2 separate regions of the Mus musculus genome follow, and region 1 is linked to region 2. Evidence: chromatin contacts called from public HiChIP or PLAC-seq data. All regions are on one chromosome and are shown on one strand. Each heading gives the region's core, a stretch centred on a gene start, on an enhancer-like site or on the middle of the called end of the contact. The rest is flanking DNA. Distances are from core to core; before and after follow the strand shown. Region 1 has its middle 21 kb from the start of Taf8. Region 2 has its middle 22 kb from the start of Bicral.

Region 1 (6,422 bases), core at 3,000-5,499, 630 kb before region 2:
GGTTGGGGCATTTCTGTCACTTCCACATCAGTAAATCAGGACGATCCCAGGAAAGGGCAGCTGGAGTGGATGAGGCTTCCCATGTGGTGCTAGGAAGAACCACACCCCTTTATCCTGAGGGTCCCAGGCTCTCCAAATGCCCCAGGGCCCAGTGCCCTGCTGGGCACACTCTCTACCACTGCGTGACATGTGACATCCCCAGCCCAGAGGCATGCCCAGGGCAGAGCAGGGAGGCTCTTCCCAGTGTCTTTGTAGGAACAAGAAGAGCCTGAGCCTTGTCGTTTATTGCCACCTCTGAGTTTTCCTGGTGACAGGTTTATCATTCTTCTGTTTCGCTCAGGGTCACCCAGAAGCGAGTGCTTAAGTCTCTGACCATCAGCGTGCACAGCCCCAGCTGCCAGTCTGGGGAGAGGAACCAAGCCTACAGGTACAGATTTGTCATGGATGCTTCCAGCCCTGGAAACAAGCGCAAGGAATTTCCCCTCCTGGTGTTTATGGTTTAGGTCCTCTCCATTTGCTTACATCATTGTTCCGTCTTTGTTAGAAGCTATTTTATTGACTCGTGAACAGATGATGTATGAATTCAGCACAGAACTTGGAAGACAGAAGAAGATATAACACGTACCTCCCTCTCCCACCCCAGGCTCTCTGGCCTTTCCCCGAAGCTCCTGATGAGTCAGTATGGTTTTATGTACCAAACACACATGTAAATATACCCTTTTATAGCGGGATAGATACCGTATAAACAGTATTTTCTCCTAGTGGTTAGTGTGTCCTCTGTGCGAATAATAAAGAATTTCTTTTTTTTTTTAAGATTTATTTATTATTATATCTAAGTACACTGTAGCTGTCTTCAGACACACCAGAAGAGGGCGTCCGATCTCTTTAAAGATGGTTGTGAGCCACCATGTGGATTTGAACTTAGGACCTTCAGAAGAATAGTCAGTGCTCTTAACCTCTGAGCCATCTCTCCAGCCCAATAAAGAATTTCTGATTCAAGGCTCTATAGTCCTGTGACAGAGGTTCTTTCTGTGCTCATCCTTGTGACTTGTTGGGTGACAGACGGGGCCTTTACACCTTCTGCTTTGGGGGGGGGGTGTTGTTTGTTTGTTTTTCAAGGCAGAGTTTCTTGATGTAGCCCTGGATGTCATAGAACTTTCTCTGTAGACCAGGTTGGCCTCAAACTCAGAGATCTGCCTGTCTCTGCCTCTCAATTACTAGGACTTAAGGTGAGATGTGCATCATCACCAGGCCCTGTCTTTTTTTTTTTTTTTTTTTTTTTTAAGATTTAGTTTTAGCCAGGCATCATTTGGGAGGCAGAGGCAGACAGATCTCTGTGAGTTCAAGGCTAGCCTGGTCTACATAGGGAATTCCAGAATAGCAAGGGCTGCTTAGAGACATTCTGGAGAGAGAGAGAGAAGAGACAGAGACAGAGAGAGACAGAGAGAGAGAGAGGGACAGAGACAGAGAGACAGAGACACAGAGAGACAGACAGAGAGAGAGAGAGAATGAATTAGGTGGAGGTGTATATGCATGAGAGACTGGTACCCACTGAAGCCAGCAGAGGGCGCCAGATCCCCTGGAGTTGGAGCTACAGGCAGTTCGTAAACTGTCTGATGTGGATGCTGGGAATGAAACTTGTATCTTCTGGGAGAGCAAGCTCTGCATGTTCCTTTTCCATTTTGAGGACCCATCTGTTTCATTTTATGTATGAGTGCTTTGCTTGTATGCACATATGTGCACCACCTGTGTGTAGGACCCACAGAGGTCAGGAGGGGGTATCAGATCCCCGAGAACTGGACTTCCAGATGCTTGTGAACCACCGTGAGGGTGCTGGGAGCTGATCCTGGCCCCTCTGTAAGAGCAACGAGTGCTCTCCTTAAGCACAGAGCCATTTTGTCAACAGCACCCCTCCTCCCAGCTCTTTTGTGTGTCCAATCAGTTAATATGTGTGTGTGTGTGTGTTGCTTTGCTGCACATGTCTGCTAAGCAGGTCACCCAGTCCTGAATCTGCCAGTTCACACTCCCACTGAGCGAGTGCCTGCCTCTTCACCATGCAGTGGCCTGAGACCAGGGAACGTTTGCTGGTCTGCTGGTAGGAACCAGTGTCTTCCCATGGCCTGATCCCAGGGCAGTCGAGTGCTCAGAGGAGGGGGCAGTCTCTTTCTGGGTCTGGGGCTGGTGACAATTGCGTTGGACATTCAAGATGACCAAGTCAAAGGAAGTGAGGGAGGAGAGAGGGAGGGAAGGACGAAGGACTAGGCAGGAGGGAGAGACACAGGATACCCTGAGTGGCTCGGACTAAGTATGGCAGTGGCGGCGAGGCTGCAAACAGACCCGAGAGCTTTCTGGCCTCACCATGGAGTTTGCATTTTGATCAGAAATGTAGTTTTTGTTTTGTTTGTGATTCTGCTGTCCTTAGAGCTGCTATGGATGATGGCTTTGAGCTGAGGACTCTCCTGTACTTCCTAAGTGCAGGGATTACAGAGGTAGGCCTGCACCTGGCCCAAGATGGCCTTGTTGTATTTTAGTTCTGTTGCTTTTTTTTTTTTTTTTTTTGTAAAAGGGTCTCTCTCCTTAGCCCTGGTTGTCCTGGAACTCACTGTGTAGACCAAGCTGGCTTTGAACTCACACAGATCCACCTGCCTCTGCCTCCCAAGTCCTGGGATTAAAGGCGTTCGCCACCACTGCCAGGCAGGTTATCAGTTCTGATAGCCAATGCCTTTACCCACTACACCGTCTCCTGGGCCCCAGGATGCAGGGCACTGGGGAAAGCTTGTAAACAGGCCAAATCTCACTCCTCGCTCTCAGCCCAGGAGTGAAGTACAGTCCTCCTGGGTTATAGTACGGTACTTCATTTCTTAGTACAGCAGGAAATGGGCTTTGAAGCTAAGCAGCTTGCATGAGGTCAGTCGCTAGGTGGGGTGGAGGCTGGCACCCTGAGAGCACACTCCCGTATTAATGCACCTTCCTCTATGGTGCAGGCTGAGCATGTCCACAGGCATTCCTGCCCATCACCCTAGCCAATTAAACATGTCCCATACCCTTGACCTAAGCGTCCCCAAAATGTGTCTTAGATTCCCCTGTCCTCCTCCTCCTTTTTAGGGTGGCTGGGTGGGTTGAGGCAAAGTCTTACTATGTCACCCGTGTTGCCCTGAACTCATTATATAACCCAGGCTGACCTCAAAGTGACACAAGCCTGCCTCGGCCTCCTGAGAGCAGACTATAACAAATGCCCTCCCCCCAACACACACTCAGTTTATTGCTTCTTACTGAACCGATCCCAAACTGAGCATGCTTAGAAAGTACTGCTTAGTTCACTATGTGGTCCAGGCTGGCCTCCAGCTCACAGAAATCCTCCTGTCTTAGTCTCCCAAAGGTTGGAATTTCAGGGGTTATACCAACATTCCTGGCTTATTACACACGCCTGTCCCTCCCCCTGAAACACGTGTGCACACCTCACTCTTTCTTGGAGGTCATTCCGGGTACATAAGCGGCATCCTTATTGGCTTATGTGGATGGATGCAGAGCATCCCGACATGCCTATCCTAATGGATTTCCTGGCATGCACAGAACTTGAGCTCTTGTCAGCAAACACTGCTACGGTGGCCTGCTGTCATTGTATTCACCTACCTGGAGCTGACATCATCACCGTGCAAACTCGTGTGTGTGTGTGTGTGTGTGTGTGTGTGTGTGTGTGTGGGTGTGCGCGCGCGCGCGAGCAGGCGCTTTCGAGCATCTGTGTGCATGCACGTGCCTGCCGAGGCCAGAAGCAGGCATCAGTGACCTTGGAGCAAAGTCGTAGGCACCGTGAGCTGCTTGATCTGAGGTGCTGGGGTCTGGACCGAGCAGCAAGGACTCTCCATGGACGAGTGTCTCTAGTCTCAGTGCTAGTTTTTAGGCTTCAAAACCTCAGGGCCTGGTTGTGGTGGTTGTTGTTTTAAAGTTTGAGTCTCCATGGGTGGAGCTCTGTCCCAGCAACCTGAGTGGCTTGAGACAGTGGTTGCTGCCAAATAGCCTTCCTCCAGGAGAAAAAAAAAAAAAAAAAAACCAAACCAAAACCCCAAAACCTGGTTTCCCACACTGCAGCCAAGCATTCCTGCCAATCTGATAAGCGAATGGCAGTTTTCAGAAGCGTTTTGTATTGTGCTTAATGAGATAATGAGGGAATGTTCCCACAGAGCAATGTTTGAGATAGCATCTCTAGTGGACAGCCTATTCAGAAGGGAGCCAGGATGTTCCCTGAGCGCAGGGTTCTCACCTTCCCTGGAATGCCAGGCAACTGCCTGTCATTCTGGTCAGGAATTACCCTGGTGCAAACAAGTGTGAAGACAGCCACTTCAGAAACTCAGCCTTCCCACAGGGTGAGATAGATCCCCTGCTCCCTAGGCTGTGCCACCTCCTCTCCAGAGCCAGGGTCTGTCCCTTCCCTGATGGCTAAAGAATCAAGCAGAGTGACGGGCGTGGTGGCGCACGCCTTTAATCCCAGCACTCGGGAGGCAGAGGCAGGCGGAGCTCTGAGTTCGAGGCCAGCCTGGTCTACACAGTGAGTTCCAGGACAGCCAGGGCTACACAGAGAAACCCTGTCTCAAAAAACCAAAAATAACAAAACAAAACAAACAAAAACAAAAAGAATCAAGCAAAGTGATGGTCCTTTCACTGCTGTCCCCAAGCACATTCACTTATTTTATTTGTATTTGTTTGTCTGTCATTTCTTTATTGAGACAGGATTTCTCTGTGTAACCCTGGCTGTCCTGGAACCTGAAGATTAGGCTGGCCTCGAACTCAGGGATCCACCTGCCTCTGCCTCCCGAGTGTTGCTGGGGTTAAAGGTTTGGGCCACCCATTTTAATTTTAAAAATAGTTTCTTTATTATTATTATTATTTTATGTTTGGGTATCGTGCCTGTCTATCTATATATCTGTGCTCTGTGTTGTGTAGGGCCCACAGAATCCAGGAGAGAATGTCAGACCCCGTGGACCCCTTTGTAACATGGGTGCTGGGTACTTTGCAAGAGCAGCTATCACTCTTACCCTCCGAGTGGTCTCGGCAGCCCCCGTGGGGCTGTTAGTTATCACCACTCTGCTGACATTATTCTGAGGTCGAGTTTGGACTTGGTAAGAAGGAAACAAGACTTTCACTCTTCCCAGCCTCACTCTCATGGGGTTCATTTAGGAGCAGCTTCTTTTTATCCAAGACAAGGGCTCATGTAGCCCAGGTTGGCCTTGAACGTACAGGATAGCCTTGGTCTGAAAACTCAGTGCCTGGGAGGCAGGGGCTGGAAGATGAGACGCCATCTCTGAACACGTACAGCCAAAGCTAGCCTAGGACTTCCTGTCCTCCTGCCTCCAGCTCCCAAGTGCTGGGTCACACACAGGTGGGTGGCACTGTACCCAGTGACCAGGGGACACTTGGTGGGCAAGTTTTCTAGTTGGGTTTATGTAAATGAACCAGGAAGGAAGAAGCAGAATATCGGGAAAAGTTAAGCCCCTTAGAGCATTCCTGGTTCGTTCTTTCTTCCTTCCTTCCTTCCTTCCTTCCTTCCTTCCTCTCTCTCTCTCTCTTTCTTTCTTTCTCTTTCCTTCCTTCTTTCCTTCCTTCCTTCCTTCCTTCCCAACCTTCCTTCCTTCCTTCCTTTCCTTTCCTTTCCTTTCCTTCCTTCCTTCCTTCCTTCCTTCCTTCCTTCCTTCCTTCCTTCTCTCTCTCTCTCTGTGCACATGTATATATGATGGCGTGTATGCAGGAGTGTATATATGGTGGTCTGTGTGCACATGTGTCACATGACTCCATGTTCCAATTTTCTGCTGGCAGTCCCGATAGGAAGGCCTCAGAAACATATATCTAATAAACAGGCTTGTTGTTATTCAATAATAATAATAATAAGTATTTTCATGCTTTTTATTAGATAATAAACACACTTTATTTGGTCAGGGTTGAGGCAGGGTTTCTCTGTATAACAACCCTGGCTATTCAGGAATTCACTCTGTAGACCAGGCTAGCCTCAAACTCACTGAGATCTGCTTGCCTCTGCCTCCCAGGTGCTGGGGACTAAAGGTGTGCACCACCACCACCTAGCTTTAAAGGCACTTTAGAACAAAAACAGTAAATCACAAAATATATGGAATTAAAAAACAGAGAGGGCTAGAGAGACGGCTCAGCAGTTAAGAGAACTTGCTGCTCTCGCAGAGGACATGTGTTAGCTTCCCAGCACCCAGGTTACAACCAAGGCTCACAAATCTAGTTCCAGAGGATTCAGTGTCTTCTGACCTCTCTGAGCCTCTGCACACATGTGAGGTTACACACACAGACACGCACACCCACATGTGAGATTACACATGCAGACACACACATGGGAGATTATACACACAGACACACACAGACACCTAAAGTTTAAAAAAAATCCTTTTTTAAAAAGTAGAGTT
Region 2 (6,263 bases), core at 332-2,831:
TTCATTTAAACCGGTTGTAGTTAGTTGGTTGTTTTGTCAAACAGACCTGGATCTGGTCCCCAGAATGCAGGGACGAGACGGTTGCAAGTGACTTCTAGTTTGGGCCTTCAATGGACTTCATAGACTATCTTAATTAAATCTCTGATCGAAGAAACTCAGTTAAGCTTCAGAGTGTACTTTTTCATTTTGTCTGGTTTTTTTTGGGGGGGGGGGATGGGGGGAGTCCAGTCCAGGCAGGGTTTCTCTGTATTGCTCTGGCTGTCCTGGAACTCATTTTGAAGACCAGGCTGGCCTCGAACTCGGAAATCCGCCTGCCTCTGCCTCCCAAGCACTAGGGATTAAAGGTGTGCGCCACCACCGCCCGGCATACTTTTTCATTTTGTAAAAACCAAGTTTCCTTATATAGATAAATACCGGGCAGGTGTGTAGAGGTCTTAAAACGTTACAGGAGAGGAGGAAGGTCTGGGAAGCTCTGGAGGCACTGGGAGATGGAAATAGTTAATTTTCTAGTGGTTAAAAGTCACAGTGTGTGGTGCTCTTTGTGTCTGAATACAGTAGGTAGGCAGTGGATGTTAGGGACTGCCATACATTGAACACTTCCAGAAAGTGTTTAGTGCTTTAAATACTTGTGGCTTACTCATGACAGACTGTTTTTATTAATCTAGTTCAGGCTAGTAGCCATTTTAAGCAGCAAAAATTGCATTCCCCCACAAAGTTCCACACTGAATCTGACCATCAGAATTAACTGGGAGGTGCTTTAAAATACAGATCTGCCATCTCCATTATTTACCAAGATGAGCTGTGGTCAGTTTTAGCGTGGCACTCCACCTCCAGGACTGAAATTCCGGCCTCATCAGGGAGAAGTTGGAATGAGAGTCCATTGTTTGAGAGCCCATGGGGACAGCTAGTACTCTCGCCGATTTAGAACTAGACTGTACTAGACTAGAACTTGATGTGCGGGAGGGGGCAACATCGGATTTTCGGTCCATATTATTTTGGTTTGAGTGACAGCTCATTATTTTTCCCTTTCTTCCTGCCATGTATTAAAGTCATTTAAAGCTTTTTTTTTTTTTGTAGAGAATTTAGATATCATGAGATTTTTAAATCTTAGTACTGAGTCTGCTTCTGAGTGTTACTGGAGGGTTTTTTAAATTACATTTCCTTTCTACCACATGGGTCCTGAGGATTAAACTCGGGTCGTTGGGCTTACAGTGAATCACCTTTCCCCTCGGCCATCTCTGTGGCCCTATTACTGGAGTACTTAGGGCAAAAGCCCTGGCTCTGGCCCTACCAACAGGCCAGACTCCACGCTGGTCTAGGTACACCAATAAAAGAGGAGTAGGGGTGAAAAGCTGACACATTGTGGCCTCATTGAGACTAGGGACAGGTCAAGAGACTTATCAAACCCTTCTTGCAGGCACTGACATTACCCAGAATTCCATCCTCAGCGGGTTTTGATGTTACACAGGAAAAATGGCCAGGAAAGCAGGAGGTGGAGGTGGAAGGAAGGAGTCCGGTTCCCCGTGTAGTCTGGTTCCCGAGAAACTAGTGGCTTGTGCTCCAAGCAGCCACCTCATCCCGGATCCGGGCAGCCCCAGCCCTGCAGGCCCACAGCCCCTGGAGGCCCTTGCCACAGGGATGTTATCAGTCCTGTTTGTTCCTAGAATTCAAGGTGACTCAAGAGGAAAGATTAAGATAGGACACCGAGCTAGAGAGAAATCAGATAGGCCAGTAACTGCCCGCCTTCAAGTCCAGCCAAGCCGAGTAGACAGGATAGCTGTGTAGCTTAAAAGGTTTTCACTTGCATGTGGACACAAAGCCCAAAAGCTTTTAAAACCGTGGTTTCTCTAAAATAGTCTAGTTTATAGGGAAAGAATCATTAAAAGTAGTGGTGAGTGGAATTTAAAACAAGACATCTGAACTCATGGAATTCACAGCCAGTGGGAGAAAACCTGTAAGCTGGAGGTTTCATATGAGTTGGGAGTAGCCCTTGCTGCCTAGTAAGTTTCTCCGAAGGCATGAGCTGTGCTAGCCACCTCAGAAGCAGGGTTTGTCGTTCCAAGCCGCCTGTGTAGAGCAGACTGAAAGGGAGCGAAGGCTGCCGAGCTTCTCTGGAGCTGCTGTGATTAGGCCACTTAGGGAATTCTTAGATTTGTCCTAATTGCAGTGAGAAGCTATGGTCTAAGGGAGTAGGGTGGGGATTTGAACTCAGGGCTGCAAGCATTGCTAACGAGCAATCCACTGCGGAGGATTTTTGTTTTGAAACTTCAGTATCATAGTCGTGCTTAATTGCTTGGGCTCAAGTTTTGTGTTCATGTGATCCTCCTGCCTCAGTTTCCTAGTCCTAGGACTACCAGTGCAGAAGTGCTCATGTTCTTTATAGACGATTTGACCGCTGTGTAAAAGGTAGGGATTAGAAAGGTTTGCACTGTAGTCTGGTCCTGCAAGAGCGGAAGGAATCAAGAATGTCTTCTCAGCCGGGCGTGGTGGCGCACGCCTTTAATCCCAGCACTCGGGAGGCAGAGGCAGGCAGATTTCTGAGTTCGAGGCCAGCCTGGTCTACAAAGTGAGTTCCAGGACAGCCAGGGCTATAAAGAGAAACCCTGTCTTGAAAAACCAAAAAAAAAAAAAAAAAAAAAAAAAAGAATGCCTCTCATTTATGCTTCTCATTTATGGGCCAAGCTTTGAGTGGCTGACGGTGCCACTTAGAATTTGGAGACGACCAGAAGAGGACTAGCTGGCAAGGGATGGTGACAGGATTCATATGCCACTTGTTGGGTACCAAAATTGAGCTGTTAGAAGTCACTGGCTGGTGGGTGTGTCCTGGGAGCAGCCCAAGTCATGTGAGAGCACAGAAGTGGACCAAGCTGTGCAAGGACAGTAGTGTGCCCAGTGGAATGCTGAGGAGTTAGGCCGTGGCGGCATGCCCACCCATCTGACAAGCAGCTTCTCTGCCGTGTGAGTTGAAGGGCTGGGCTCAAAGAGTGGGGAGTAAATACTGCAGCGGGGTTACAGCCTCATTTTGAGTACTTGGTGTGGGGAGAGAATGTGTGTGTGTAGGTCTGTCAAGTCTTTCATCTTTAACATGGTTCTGGAGATCAAACCCAAGGCTTAGGCACTTTACCTCCAGAGCCATTTTCCAACATTTTCACATGAGCTGAGAGTATCTACCCAAGAGGGAGAGATTAATAAAACAGCAAGTCTGATAAAGGGGCAGGATTCTTGAGAAAGGACAAAGAATTTCAGATCTAAGAACAAGGTTTATCAGGGTGGGAGGAGAGTGGAGTGAAGGCAGAAAAGAAGAGCAGGAGTTAGAGGGAGTGAAACCTCGGAGGCGGGGATGGAGGGCAGGCTGTGGTGCTCTCACGCATGGCCAGCATCTTGCAGGAAGAACAGGTGGCGGCTGGTTTCAGAAGGAAGTTGTTGGTCATCTCGGGCTGCAGGGCAAGTGGGACATAAGACACCTGCAGGCTGCTGCCTGGAGCCCTGAGTCTGCGCACTGAGAGCTCTGTACTGCTGTGCTGTTTCCCAGCCCCAGTTTGACTTTTTGACCTTTGCACAGTTGCACTGGGGAGAGGGAGAGGTGTTGAGGGAAGAAAGTATCCAAAGGATGCCAGTGGAAATGTATAAAACCCTTAACCAGCTGGCTCCTCTTTGAGGCAGCTGGTAGTACTTTTTCTTAGGTTCGTGTCCCTTGAACTGGCTACAGAATAACAGTAGAGGGAAATTAGGGAAAAAGGGGGGGGGGCTGGTGAGATGGCTCAGCAGGTTAAGAGCGCCAACTGCTCTTCTGAAGGTCCTGAGTTCAAATCCCAGCAACCATATGATGACTCACAACCATCAGTAATGAGATCTGATGCCCTCTTCTGGGGTGTGTGAAGACAGCTACAGTGTACTTACATATAATAAATCTTTAAAAAAAAAAGGGGGGGGTGGGGGAGGCTGGAGAGATGGCTCAGCAGTTCCAAAGGTCCCGAGTTCAAATCCCAGCAACCACATGGTGGCTCACAACCATCCGTAATGAGATCTGACGCCCTCTTCTGGTGCGTCTGAAGACAGCTACTGTGTACTTAGATATAATAATAAATCTTTTTAAAAGAAAAGAAAAAAGGCATTCAAAATTGATTACTGTAACTGGCTTAGAAGATGCAGGGCCATTTGTTAGGGATGGAGGTTAAGAAGGCCTGAATATAGGGAGAAAGGATGCATTCCTGGGAGGTGTCTTAGTTGGATGGAAATAGTGGGGAAGAGAAACAGCCACTAAGCAGCAGCATGTGGGATGAGCAGAGCTCTCCCAGCAAGTAGTGTTAATAAAGATGCTTGAAGGATGCCTTGGGATGGGATGCTGGGTGGGGCCGCTGGGTCTTTACTGTCCTCTCTCCCTTCCCTCCAGTGCTTCCATTCAGGAAAGTCCCAAGGGCTCCCTTAGTCCTAGACACTCTTGAAAGGGTGTGACTTGTTTAATTATCAATTTCTTAATAAAGTTGTAAATTGAACACTTCCTGTTCTTGTGGCTTCTTTGGCTCACTGGCTACAAACACATCAAACACTGCGTTAGAAGAACCAAAGCTCTTAAGTCAGGATAGGTGTTGCCTCTCAAAGTGGCTTATTTCAGGTCCACCAAATCCAACTTCCTTACATCATCAGGAGTTCAACTTTGTTCCTGGCTAGAATGTAAACATTTCACAAATATTATTTGTCTCACTTTTATCCTGCTTCACACCCTGATGGCCTTTCAATACATGTTAAAGTCGGTGGGTACAGTGGCACACACCTTTAATCCCAGCTCTCAGGGAGGCAGAAGCAAGAGGATCTCTATATTTGAGGCCAGTGTGAACTACACTGGGTTCTAGGCCAAACTAGGCTACATGGTGAGATCCTGTCTGAAGATATTGCTGAAGGTCCATCCCTAGTTTCTGTATTATGAAAAGAGTCAATGACCTACCTAAGGTCCCTTGGGAAGAGTCCCTGAATTATTACATTTTGGCATTTATACTAAACTGTTTAATCTACAACTAGTACAGCTGTATACAGCTGAGATTTCTGAGGTCTAGCAAGTTAAAATTGACCTTGACCAGGCATGATGGCACTTGTCCTGTGGTGCTGGCTGAAAAGACCCAGGGTCCGAGGCTGAAGTAAGGATCACTTTAGGAGAGCGAGAGCTTGGACAACAGAGTTTTGGGGGTTGTTTTGTTTGGGGTAGAGGGATCGAGACAGGGTTTCTCTGTGTGGCCCTGGCTGTCCTGGAACTCACTCTGTAGACGAGGCTGGCCTCGAACTCAGAAATCCACCTGCTTCTGCCTCCCAAGTGCTAAAGGCGTGCACCACAACTGCCCAGCTGTTTTGGTTCTTTTTAAAAAATAAAGTCAAGGCTGCTGGGGTGAGGAGGTTCAGTGGTGAAACGAGCGGCCATGAACCTGACACCAGCCTCGACACATGCCGGAGCAGACTCCTATCTCCTCAGGACTAGGTTATCCTCAGTGCTCCTAGGAAGGGGAGCTCCTGGCAGTAAGGTGATTGGGATACTAGGTGTCATTCCGGGCCTGAGCTGACAGTTTATCTGTGTTTGCTGGAGAGCAGGCCTGGGCCTCAGGCGTGATTTTCACATGTGCATTCCCAGCCCTGTTTTGTTTTGAGACAAAGACTTACTCTGTTGCTCTGGCTGGCCTAGAACTCATTTCATACAAGAGGACTGGGCTCAAAAAAGTCCTCCTGCCTCAGCATCCTGAATGCTGGGAGTGCACTTATGCCTGACTAAAAGTATGTTTTTGTTTTTGTGGTTTTGCTTTGTTTTTTGAGATCTTATTTTTATTTTGTGTGTCTAGATGTTTTGCCTGCGTTTATTTATGTATGTGCACCACATGCATGCAGTGCCCTCGGAGGCCAGAAGAGGACTTCGAAGACCCTTTGGAGTTGGAGTTACAGGCCTTTGATTGCTACCAGGGTTTTGTCGTTTTGATTTGAAGTTTATTTTAGCTTGTTTTAGTTTTGTTTTTGAAACAGGGCTTCTTTGTTGTAGCCCTGACTGGCCTCAGACTTAGAAATCTACCTGCCTTTGTCTGTGCTGGGATTAAAGGCGTGCGCCACCCACTACCACCACCCAGCCTTACTTTTAGCTTTTAATATAAAGGAAGCAAACCATATATTTTTTTCCTTTATAAACTCTGAGATTTCCTAGAAGTGCAGATAAGTGTACTTAGAAGTAGGCTAATCCTTACTGGTGTTTGTATTCTGACTCCCTAGATCTGTGAACATTTGACTTT

What was found. HiChIP or PLAC-seq counts read pairs in DNA pulled down with a chosen protein or histone mark.
Region 1: a contact with region 2 is called in an H3K27ac HiChIP or PLAC-seq map of extraembryonic endoderm stem cells, with 4 times the contacts expected there. The contact joins two enhancer-like sites. A contact is called at or near these places in 4 of 115 datasets of contacts at active chromatin or transcription factors (embryonic stem cells, extraembryonic endoderm stem cells, pancreatic cancer cells and 1 more).

Annotation. Positions count from the first base shown.
Region 1 is chr17:47,477,753-47,484,174 of GRCm38.p6, reverse strand. It overlaps a transcript of Taf8 not described here. Among named protein-coding and RNA genes, the nearest start is that of Taf8, 21 kb to the left of the region's middle. Within about 2 kb of position 4,249, at least 4 of the 459 cell types and tissues checked have an H3K27ac peak or open chromatin away from gene starts, as enhancers often do. A contact at or near this core is called in extraembryonic endoderm stem cells, where this site is marked.
Region 2 is chr17:46,850,114-46,856,376 of GRCm38.p6, reverse strand. It overlaps a transcript of Bicral not described here. Among named protein-coding and RNA genes, the nearest start is that of Bicral, 22 kb to the right of the region's middle. Within about 2 kb of position 1,581, at least 73 of the 459 cell types and tissues checked have an H3K27ac peak or open chromatin away from gene starts, as enhancers often do. A contact at or near this core is called in extraembryonic endoderm stem cells, where this site is marked.